2 separate regions of the Gossypium hirsutum genome follow, and region 2 is linked to region 1. The links are chromatin contacts, called in public Hi-C maps. All regions are on one chromosome and are shown on one strand. The core of a region is the stretch at or near the end of the contact, and the rest is flanking DNA. Distances in the headings are between cores, read along the strand shown.

Region 1 (5,277 bases), core at 233-2,732:
GTGACAAAGGCAGGCCAAAATGAGCTAAATCCTAGGACGGAACTCTTGGGATATTTTCATATTTAGACCCTAGCAATCTAAGATTATATTGTATTAATTAGTATCTAAATGTATCTTGTGTTGTGTGGGCACCAAGTAGCTCGTAGCCTATATAAGTAACTTTAGGGTAACCGGGATTGGTAGACAGGACAGTGTAGACTTAAACAGACAGTTTTTACTATTCAGTTTTCTTTGTATTTTATTTTGATGTTCGTTTAGTCGGATCTTTTCTATTCCGATGTGAAGACAATTACGAGCGAAGATTGCTTTGGATCCGCACTTCAATATATTTATCAATGAGCATTCTCTTCACTTTTCTATTTTATTCTTTTATTTATATTTCATTAATCTGATCAATTAACATTTGTATGAATATTAGAACAATTTCTTGTGCTTTATTCATATCTTGCATGATTCGATTATTAAATTGATTTATCTGTTAAGTGATTATTTATCTGAAATTAGTTGTTTATTCAAGAGTACTTAGTATATTAGGGAATGACACCCCTGATAGAATATTTAGACAGGTGAGACCAGAAGAGTATCCTATCGTGTGTATACCTTGTGCCAAACAATGAGTCCGGGAGGGTATCCGCATACCTAGGAAGAGACTGAAAGGGTGACTTAGGTGGTAATCCTTAGTGAAGATGAGACCGGAAGAGTATTTTTAGCTAAGAGTGATAAATAACTCAATCGAGGATAATTAATTATTTAATTAGATAATTAGGGATTTAATCGATCATAAGCTAGAGGCTCGCATTGTCAACACTAAGAATTGGAAATTCCCTTAGGTTAATTTTAAATTAATTAACTTCATTAGTTTAATTAATCTTTTAATTTGGGTTCACACTACTGATTTGTGACTTGATTAGATTAGTAATTATTTTCTATAATTAATTTAATAATAAATTTCTCCAATCTGCAATCTCTTGGATACGATCCTCGAAATACTTATCGATATTCTATTGTAACGCTTGTTATATTACAAATTGACATGTACGTTTACAGATACCACACTTAAATATTTATATTTTTATTTGCACATTTTAACTTTAAACGTTCGCACATTTGGAGGCGGTCGCCCGTGACACTTGCATCCGATTATTATGTCATTAATATTTAATTAATATTTTAAGTGACATCAAAATGTCTAGTGTAGTTGGTTATCATGCTAATCTCACACACTAGAGGCCCCCGGTTCAAAAGACATGTTTATTCTCTTTTGTGATTTATTTTTGGTGGTCTCTCAGTATGGTATGCATAAACCGACATCAACACCTTCTCACATGAATGTAACCATAAAAAAGGCATTATGTGATTGGATCCACTTCCCCATAGTTTGGAGGCTCTTTTATCCATTTTATTTTGTTTAAACTACATGCAATATTCTCCCAATCCTCCCATTAACTCATTTAAAGCCCTCACTGAAATTTTCATGCCCCAAACAATGGGTTCAACTTCCTATTGAATTGGCATTAATATCCAAGAATTCATATCCCTCCCATCATTTCTCAATAAAGTGAGAGAATCAAATTGATATTTTCTTCAAATGGGAATAAAATATCTTAGATTTTTAATATCCAATTCAGTGGGTTCATATTTCATTAACCTATTGTTTGGATTTTGCTACCATTTTTTGGCCCAAGATCCTTCCACCTCATAATTTTCAGACAAGTATATAAAATTAGATTAGAAGAAAAGCAAATGAAGCAAAACTAAAAATGCTCGCGTGTCCTTGCTCCGCCTTCAACCTCCGGGCCACGGCCGCCCCGGCCAATCCTGATATTTCGGACCCAGAACCCGAGCCCAAAGTTCGGAAACTAAAGGGTAGCCCACAGTTCAACAGATGGTACCGTGCACGAGCCTTAAGGTCGGGCCACAAGCTTGAACGACCGAGCCACGGGACTGGGGCGCTTGAGGTGAACCCCTCAGCTCAACGAACCAGTGGGACCTTGTCTTTGGAACCCACTTCAACGGCAAATGACAGCGATCGTGAGGTGGAGGTAACAGACTCGGGGAAGCCAATTTATATGGTATCTGATGGAACTGGATGGACGGCGGAGCATTCCGTTAACGCAGCGTTGGGGCAGTTCGAGCATTGTTTGGTGGATCGTGGGTGTCCCGTAAATACCCATCTCTTCTCTGGGGTATTTTTGTTTCATATTTCAGAACTCGTTTCAGTTACTAATTAATCCAAGTTTTTGTATTTGTTGTAGTTAGTGATGAAACTTGAACTTGTAATGTTTTAAAAACTGGGAAATCAGTGTCATTTAGATTGGTTGAATGACAATGATGATCTGCAATGTTCAGATTGATGATGTTGAGAGATTGATGGAGATTATAAAGCAGGCAGCCAAGGAAGGTGCATTGCTTGTATATACTTTAGCTGATCCTTCCATGGCAGAGTCCGCCAAGCAAGCTTGCAAATTGTGGGGTATACCATCGACGGATATATTGGGTCCAATTACAGAGGCTATTGCTGCTCATTTAGGTGTCTCACCTTCTGGTCTTCCCCGTGGAGCAGCTGGAAGAAACATCCCCCTCTCAGATGAATACTTTCGGCGGATTGAAGCTGTTGAATTTACAATCAAGCAGGATGATGGGGCACTACCTCAAAACTTAAGCAAGGCTGGCATTGTTCTCACAGGTGTTTCTCGTACTGGGAAGACGCCGTTATCAATTTATCTAGCACAGAAAGGATATAAAGTAGCAAATGTGCCTATTGTGAAGGGAGTGGCTTTGCCAAAGGGACTTTTCGAAGTAGACCCTGAGAAGGTTTTTGGTTTGACTATTAATCCCTTGGTCTTGCAAACTATTAGGAAAGCAAGGGCTAAGAGTCTGGGTTTCGGTGACAATGCAAGGAGTAACTACTCGGAGATGGCCTATGTGAAAGAGGAGTTGGAGTTTGCTCGCAAGGTTTTTGCTCAAAATCCTACATGGCCAGTCATCGGTAAACATAATTAATTTACTTATTTTTGTTTAACTCTCCCAACTATTTTGATTCCTTGACATGGAGATACTTAGAGATCATTATTAAGCTTAAGAGGATTAAAAATAGGGTAAATTTTGATATTAAGCAGTTAAAGATGTTTGACATATTCATCTGATGAACCTTGGGCTCATCACCTACTGGTCCTTATCCTTGCAGAAGTTACTGGTAAAGCAATTGAAGAAACTGCTGCTGTTATATTGAGGCTCTACCATGACCGTAAGCAAAAGTGTTCAATGCCACGAATATCAAAACGTTACTAATGAAGTAATGAGATGGAAAATTACTTTTTTCTCCAGGTGTGCTGGAGTAATAGGACTTTGCTGCCTTGTAACTACTGAGAAGGGTCGATGAAATTAGCTACAATTTACATGTACAATGCCAGTGCTTCACTGGTTATGAACTATACTAACTACTATTCTATAATGATGCAATACAGCTATGTAGTTTACTTATGCAGTTTGTCCTACAACAAACTCTTCTTTCTGTCAATTGAACATTTAAAGATTCTTAATAAAGTGGCAGCCATTATTTGTTACAAGTGGTTTATATTATTGAAAATATATTCTAAAGGGGCTACTTGATTATCTCCCGAACCTGATATATTGATTGTTGAGGAAATTAGTACCAGAACGAGTGCAAGGTCTAACTTGTCTTTAATCATTCGTTTATTATTTTGGTTTATTTGAGTCTGCATTTCTCCCCACTGGGGATATATAAAACTTGTATCTGGTTTTATCCAAGAAGCATGAATCCGTATTTTCTAGGTGCTCTTGAATTCCTTACCTTAAGAGGTTTTCCATTTGTCAATGACTACAATGTTCTGAATCAGTTTGCTGAATGCTATTATGAAGTTTGTTTTAGTCCTATAGTTGAATTAGTGATTTTGTTGGGTTCTGTATCATGATACTTTAAATTTCTTTATGCTTTCGCATGATTCATACAGTTGAAATGGACTGCTTCTGTTTTGATGAATAGAATAAAAGATTTTTGTTTTTCACACAGTGTAGAGCATTAGGTAAAAGGAAAGACTGTATTCTGGGATCAGGTGTGGCTTTATGGAACTGAAACAATTCAACATGTCTGAAGCAGCTTTTCTCAATAGTGAAAATTTTAGCTCTTTGCATGCTCTCATGGTCATAGTGTACATACATATTGCCTATTATTCTGCTTTATTTGCTGCCGGCAGCATGATGCATTTGCTTTTTTGCTCATTTTCACTAACATGGTTTCACAAAAGCACAATGATTACTTGAACCATAACGGAACCCAGGCATTAATGTATCAGTATGAGGAATGATTCAATCTTTCCCACTTCAACTGAACCATCAGTGAGAGTGCTCCGCCTACTTGACAGTTGTGGGAGCAAGCCTACGTGCCTTTGGAAAAGAATTCCCCCCCCCCGGCCCCTCTCAATAGGTAGCCCTTCTTTATTCCCCAAAGCCCAAACTTTGGTCCAAAAAAGGTAAGAAACTAGGAGTGCGCATACTGATATGCAAATATACATTTATGTATATACTTTAGTGCCTGTAAATCTCAGGGTCATAGCTATCATCATCTTCCCTCTGCTCAATCACATGAAAGCCACAAAGAACAAGCACTTGAAGTTGGACTGTCAGAAAAAAAAAAAGGAATAAAAAGAAAAGAAGGTATGGGCGAAGGAAAATTAAAAGAAGGGGAGCAAAGGTAACTTTTCTGATCCTCCATGTCAACTTGTCTTATTTGAAGATAAACAAGAAAGCACAAAAAAGTAGGATACCATGTTTTGTTTCATCTCTGACATACATACATACATACATATTTATGTAAATTTAAAAGGAAAGATTCCTTCTCTTTGTCTTAGTGGAGTAAGGCCTTGTCTTCATCTCCAAAATTTCTTTAAAGAAGCTCTGTTAATGGAAGATTGATTAGCTTTTGTCATCCAATGGCCCACTTTGTCTTCTTTTTCTAAACTTTCTTTTTGTTCTTCACTTCCTGGATAGTTCTCATCAAAAGAAGGCCCTTTTTTTTTAATTTTAAAAGATGGCCTATCATCAACCACTTGCATCCATTTCTGTTTGTCAAGCATCGAACTCCCATGTGTGTGTTATACTGCAACATATTTTAATCAGCAATATGTTGGTGTCTTATCTTTTCCAGCTACTAATCTAAGCCATTCTCATCTCCATTCATTTTTCTTATCGACAAGGTGAAATATATCAGCAAAATCGTGCCCATGCTTGACCTGTCGAAGAACGGAAAATTTCACT
Region 2 (5,011 bases), core at 474-2,973, 290 kb before region 1:
TATTATTCTCAGCTCGGAGTTTTTCATTCTCAGCCTTCAGTATAGCATTTTCATGGCGTTCATGTTGGGCCTGTTAATGAAGGTGAACTTTAGCAACAAAGCTAGGAAAGCTTACTACATAGGCAGAAAAGCTTACTCATAAAACGAGTCTAAATACTTAAATAAGCATATTAGAGCTCCTGATTTTCACCTATACATGGAAATATACCTTCATTTGGGTGCGCTTGTTTTGGAACCAAAACTTGACTTGTAGAGGTTCTAACCCTAGCTCACGGCCAAGCTCCTTCCTTTGCTTATCATCAGGATGAGGGCATTCCTTAAAGAATCTGAGCAACAAAGTGTCCAAAGAATCAATTCCCCAAAGAAGAACTAGTCATGTTAATCTTTCTTATCTTTAAGTAAGAGGATAAAAAAAAACAAGACTTACGCTTCCATCTCCTGGATTTGACGCTGGGTATGACGATGATAACGCTTCTTTTTAGGGCGTTGGTCAGGATCTTGATCATCTCCAGAGGGAGCATCCATAGTTTCATTGACTGATTTGATCTCATAATCATCATCCCTGATCTTCCCCATTAGTTCACTTTCCGAGGTCTTATGAGACATGTCGAACATATGGGGACTCTCAAATAAGTTGGGGCTAAACATGTTAACAAAGTGCTCGAATGTCGACGGTATGGATATTCTGGGTTCTGCCGACAGAACATACACAAGTCAAGCAAACTAAAATAAAGGGGGAAAAGGGTTAAATAAACTGTAGAACAGTAACGAAAGACACAAAATGTAAGTACAAAGTTAAAAAAGTCAAAACCAGTGCATGACAATGGAATCGTAAAACATTTGAAAGGCAAATAAACAATGGAGCTGTAAACCATATACCATCTCTCTTTCAAAGAAAAAAAAGGTCTAGTTCGCTTATCGAGAAGGATTTTTCTTTGAATATCTTAATAACCAACTGCTACTATATTTAAAGGTAGCATATACGTCGAAGATTAAAATGATGGATTAGTCGAAAGCTTATCCTAATCTATTCCCATGAGAAAAGTGAAAGAACCTCGGAGAAATAAAATGGGCAGCAAAAGTTGGGGAAAAAAAGGAGGAAAGAAAATTACCTTATGGATTATTTGGAGAAGGGGACTAAGAGCTTAGGGCAACTATTTTCTTGTCTTAAATGCAGTGGTAAGTTGGTCACTAGAAACCTCATGTTGGGAGACATAGATAGCCATTGACCTTTAAAACCCTAACCAGCAGCAATACATGCTACACATATCAGTCTCTTGCTTGTTAGATTCTTGGCCCCGCTTTCCTATATTGGTGGTATTTAGGTTGATTTTGATAGAAAGTCCCCACAAACCAAAGATTACAAACACTTTTTGCACTCTCTCTTGATTCTCAGCAAAGCTTTATAAGCGAATATATGAAAGAGAGAATGGCAAATGGTGTGAACACAGATCGGGTGCTATAAACAAGCTGGTCCAGGGAAAGAAATAGGTTTCGTGAGTAGAGACTTTTTACAGGGCCGTATAGGCAAAACAAAAGAAAGCCCTTTTGAACATTGTTGAGAAAGATTAATGAAAGGAGGTTTTAGGGTGGTTTTTAAAAGTTTGGGGTCACTGGTTTGACAGAGACCTACCTTGAGAGAGAAGAGGGTTAAAGTCTAGAGAGAGAGAAAGGGGTTTGAAGTTCCAAGGGGGGGTGAGGAAAATGAAGAGAATTGATGAAACAGGTGGAGAGGATGTGGCAGCTAAGGAGTTAATAGCAGAGCCCATCGAGAGGGTGCAATAGCATTTATTGTGGGTGAGAGGTGTAATTGCGAGTGATGGAAATAAAAATTATAGAAAGAGAAAAACATCTCCCCTTCCCTTCCCTTTCTTCAAATTAACTTTGTAAGCTTTCAACTAGTTTTCAGTGTCTCAGCTCCAATATTAATAGGTTTTACTAATAAGCATGCACGTATAGTATATATATATTGGTAGATAAGGAAGCTAAATACATTTAGCAATAGGAATTATATTTGACATCAATACAAAAGTAGGTTCTATCTCAATTAATTTGGGGAACATCATAAATTTTTAAATCAAGAGGAATATTTCTTCCTAATGTTGCCATGAAATCTACAGTCATATTCGCTGTGCATATATAGTATGAAAATTTTAAATTTTTTATAAGATAAAAGGTATAATTAATATCTCACCAGTTTAAACAATATCAGTTAATGACTACTTTCAAATATTTATTGTTTTTTTTGAATTAAATATTTGATTTATATATGTAGAATATTGTACTAATTAATTTTCCCATCAAATTACATGAAAAGCAAATTAGAGCTGTTGCTAGAATAACTTAAATATATTTAATCTTTCGGCTTGCTCTCAAATCTTCCAAGAAATTATTGAGTCTGAAGGATACAGGCTATGGTCTGCTTTTGCAGATTTCAGACGCATTATATATCATGTCCATGCATGCATGCCTACCAAAATCTATGTGGTGTAAATCTCATAATTTCTAACCAAATTTAATCTTGTCTCTTCCTTTTGACATATATGCATACGTGTAATCATATCCGGTCGGTATATGAACTAATCCAACTCATCTGTGATCTGTTTTATGTATTTATTTACTTTTATTGCATTAATTATGGACAATGAAAGGGTATTGCAGATTGCAAAACTCAACAATTAAATATTAAAAAATGTCTAAGCAACTCTCTCCTTCTTTGCCACCGTCTGTTAACGAAGACGATGGGGATTCCCATTCTGTTGAGGATCGGACCACCAAGAAAGTGAGATTTAAGGGCGGAATTGATGAGGCATCAGTAGATATGGTCGTCGACCCTGATCTGATTTCAGCACCCTCGTGGAAGGATAAGCTTTTGGATGGAGATCCGAATCATTCCATGATGGATCGCAATGGTTCTTCCTTTGGAAGAGATAGTGCAAGTGATGGAGATTTTGATTTATTAGCCGGCGATGTGCAAACATCTATCGTTAATGGGGTTCCGGCCATTAGTTTTTCTGACCGGGTTAAAGAAATTTTGTTCAAAGAAATGGAATTAACAGTGGTTATCAAACTTTTAGGGCAAAGTATTGGTTACAATACTTTACACAATCGTATCACTAGCCTGTGGAAACCTATTTGTTGGTGCAAGAGGCAGCAGCAAGCTTGTTTTTACTTTGCTTGGACAGCAAGTGTCGAGCCTTGCTGAAGAAACTATCGAAGAAGAAAGAAAAAGAAATTTGCAATGGAAAACAGAAAAGAAAGAGATAAATTTGAATGAAAATGAGCTGAATTTTTCATTAACAACTTCACAAGGCATAATGCCAATACATATATGAGATAACAAAAGCAAAACAAACAATTTACCACCTAATAACATACCTAACACCACTAAATTGCCTAGTAACTTGGTAAACTTGTTTGAACACATAAGCAACTACCTAAACTTGTCATTCAACACCTAATTACATCAAAATGCAGCTACCAAGTTCAAAACAAACTAAAATACAAAATGTTCATTTGAGTAACCAAATGAAACAATGCAGTTTCGATTTGCTGTTGAAGCACGTTCCCTGCATGGCCACCTTGCTTGGCCACCTTGGCTGCTGCATGGGGGCTGACTTCAACACTCCTCCTCAGCTTCTATGCAGCAGACTCCTAGTTGCTTCCTTAGGTTTAGAAATCTCGATGTACCAAGTGATTTTGTGAAGATATCGGCAATCTGATTTTCTGAGCTGCAATGAATCAGCTCGATCTCTCGAGCTTGTTCCATTTCTCTTATCACATGTAGTTTAATGTTGAAATGTTTTGTTCTTCCATGGAAGACAGGATTTTTAGCAATAGCAACTGCTGACTTGTTGTCACAATGTATCACAGTTGCTTCATTCTGCTGTAGGTTCAAATCGCTCAAAATTTTTCTCAGCTACATAGCTTGATTAACAGCATTGGCAGCTGCTACATACTCAACTTCAGCTGTCGACTGAGCCACCATTTTTTGTTTTCTTGAGCTCCAACAAATCATAGCTGAGCCAAGTATAAAAGAATAACCAGAGGTGCTCTTCATGTCATCTTTTGAACCAGCCCAATTGCTGTCAGTGTAGCCAATCAGTTTCAATTCTTCAGCCCTACTGAAATGTATTCCATGGCTCAAGGTGCCTTTGATATATCTCAGCACCCGTTTTCCAGCTTTGTAATGCTGCTGGTTGCAACAATGCATGAATCTTGATAGCATGCTCACAGCAAACAAAATATCAGGTCTTGTTGCTGTCAGATACAGTAAACAACCAACAAGGCTTCTGTAATCAGTTTCACAGACAGATTCATGGTCTTCTTCGCTCAATAGTTTCATGCCAACAGCCATAGGTGTGCTGGTTGGTTTACAATTCTCCATTGAGAATTTGGCTAGAACTTTCAAGGCAAATGATTTTTGTCTCAAGAACTGCTTGATTTACTTCCATTTCTAGGAAATATGTCATCAATCCCAGGTTTGACATCTCAAACATTTCCTTCATTTTTGCTTTGAAATCAGCTAACATGAACTTGTCTCCTCCAGTCACTAGAAGATCATCAACATAGAGTGAGACAATGAGCTGTGTTTCAGCTCGATTTTGATTTCTTTTAACATAGAATGTTAGCTCACTAGCACTCCTTTCAAATTCCAAACTGACTAGGTATGAGCCAATCCGAGCATACCAGGCTCGAGGGGCCTGTTTTAGGCCATACCAGGTCTTTCTTAGCCTATACACCAAATGTTCCCTTACCAGGCATTATGAATTCTGGAGGTTGCTCGATGTATATCTCCTCTTCCAAGAATCCATTGAGGAATGCAGACTTGACATCCATTTGGTGGATTGTCCACTGGTTCTGAGCAGTTACAGCAACCAACAATCTGATTGTATCGAGTCTGGCTACTGGAGCAAATGTTTCCATGTAGTCCAGACCATATCTCTGACTGAAGCCCTTCACAACTAGCCTGGCTTTCAGCTTGTTTAAACTTCCATCTGCATTATGCTTC

The links. Hi-C and Micro-C count contacts between places; a contact is called where the count stands out from the background.
Region 2: a contact with region 1 is called in a Hi-C map of leaf, with 2.5 times the contacts expected there. The contact joins the promoter of LOC107901934 here to the promoter of LOC107901928 in region 1. A contact is called at or near these places in 2 of 34 Hi-C or Micro-C datasets (both in leaf).

The regions. Positions count from the first base shown.
Region 1 is chrD06:55,903,215-55,908,491 of Gossypium_hirsutum_v2.1, reverse strand. It overlaps LOC107901928 (pyruvate, phosphate dikinase regulatory protein 1, chloroplastic), which reads left to right and starts at 1,482. Exons shown (of 3, transcript XM_016828107.2): 1 at 1,482-2,186; 2 at 2,350-2,989; 3 at 3,188-3,566. The coding sequence starts at 1,761. The coding sequence ends at 3,291. LOC107901927 reads right to left here. Exons shown (of 5, transcript XM_016828105.2): 5 at 4,716-5,252. The coding sequence ends at 5,171.
Region 2 is chrD06:56,197,702-56,202,712 of Gossypium_hirsutum_v2.1, reverse strand. LOC107901934 (homeobox-leucine zipper protein MERISTEM L1) reads right to left here and starts at 1,723. Exons shown (of 12, transcript XM_041095916.1): 1 at 1,113-1,723; 2 at 428-692; 3 at 209-326; 4 at 1-70. The coding sequence starts at 648.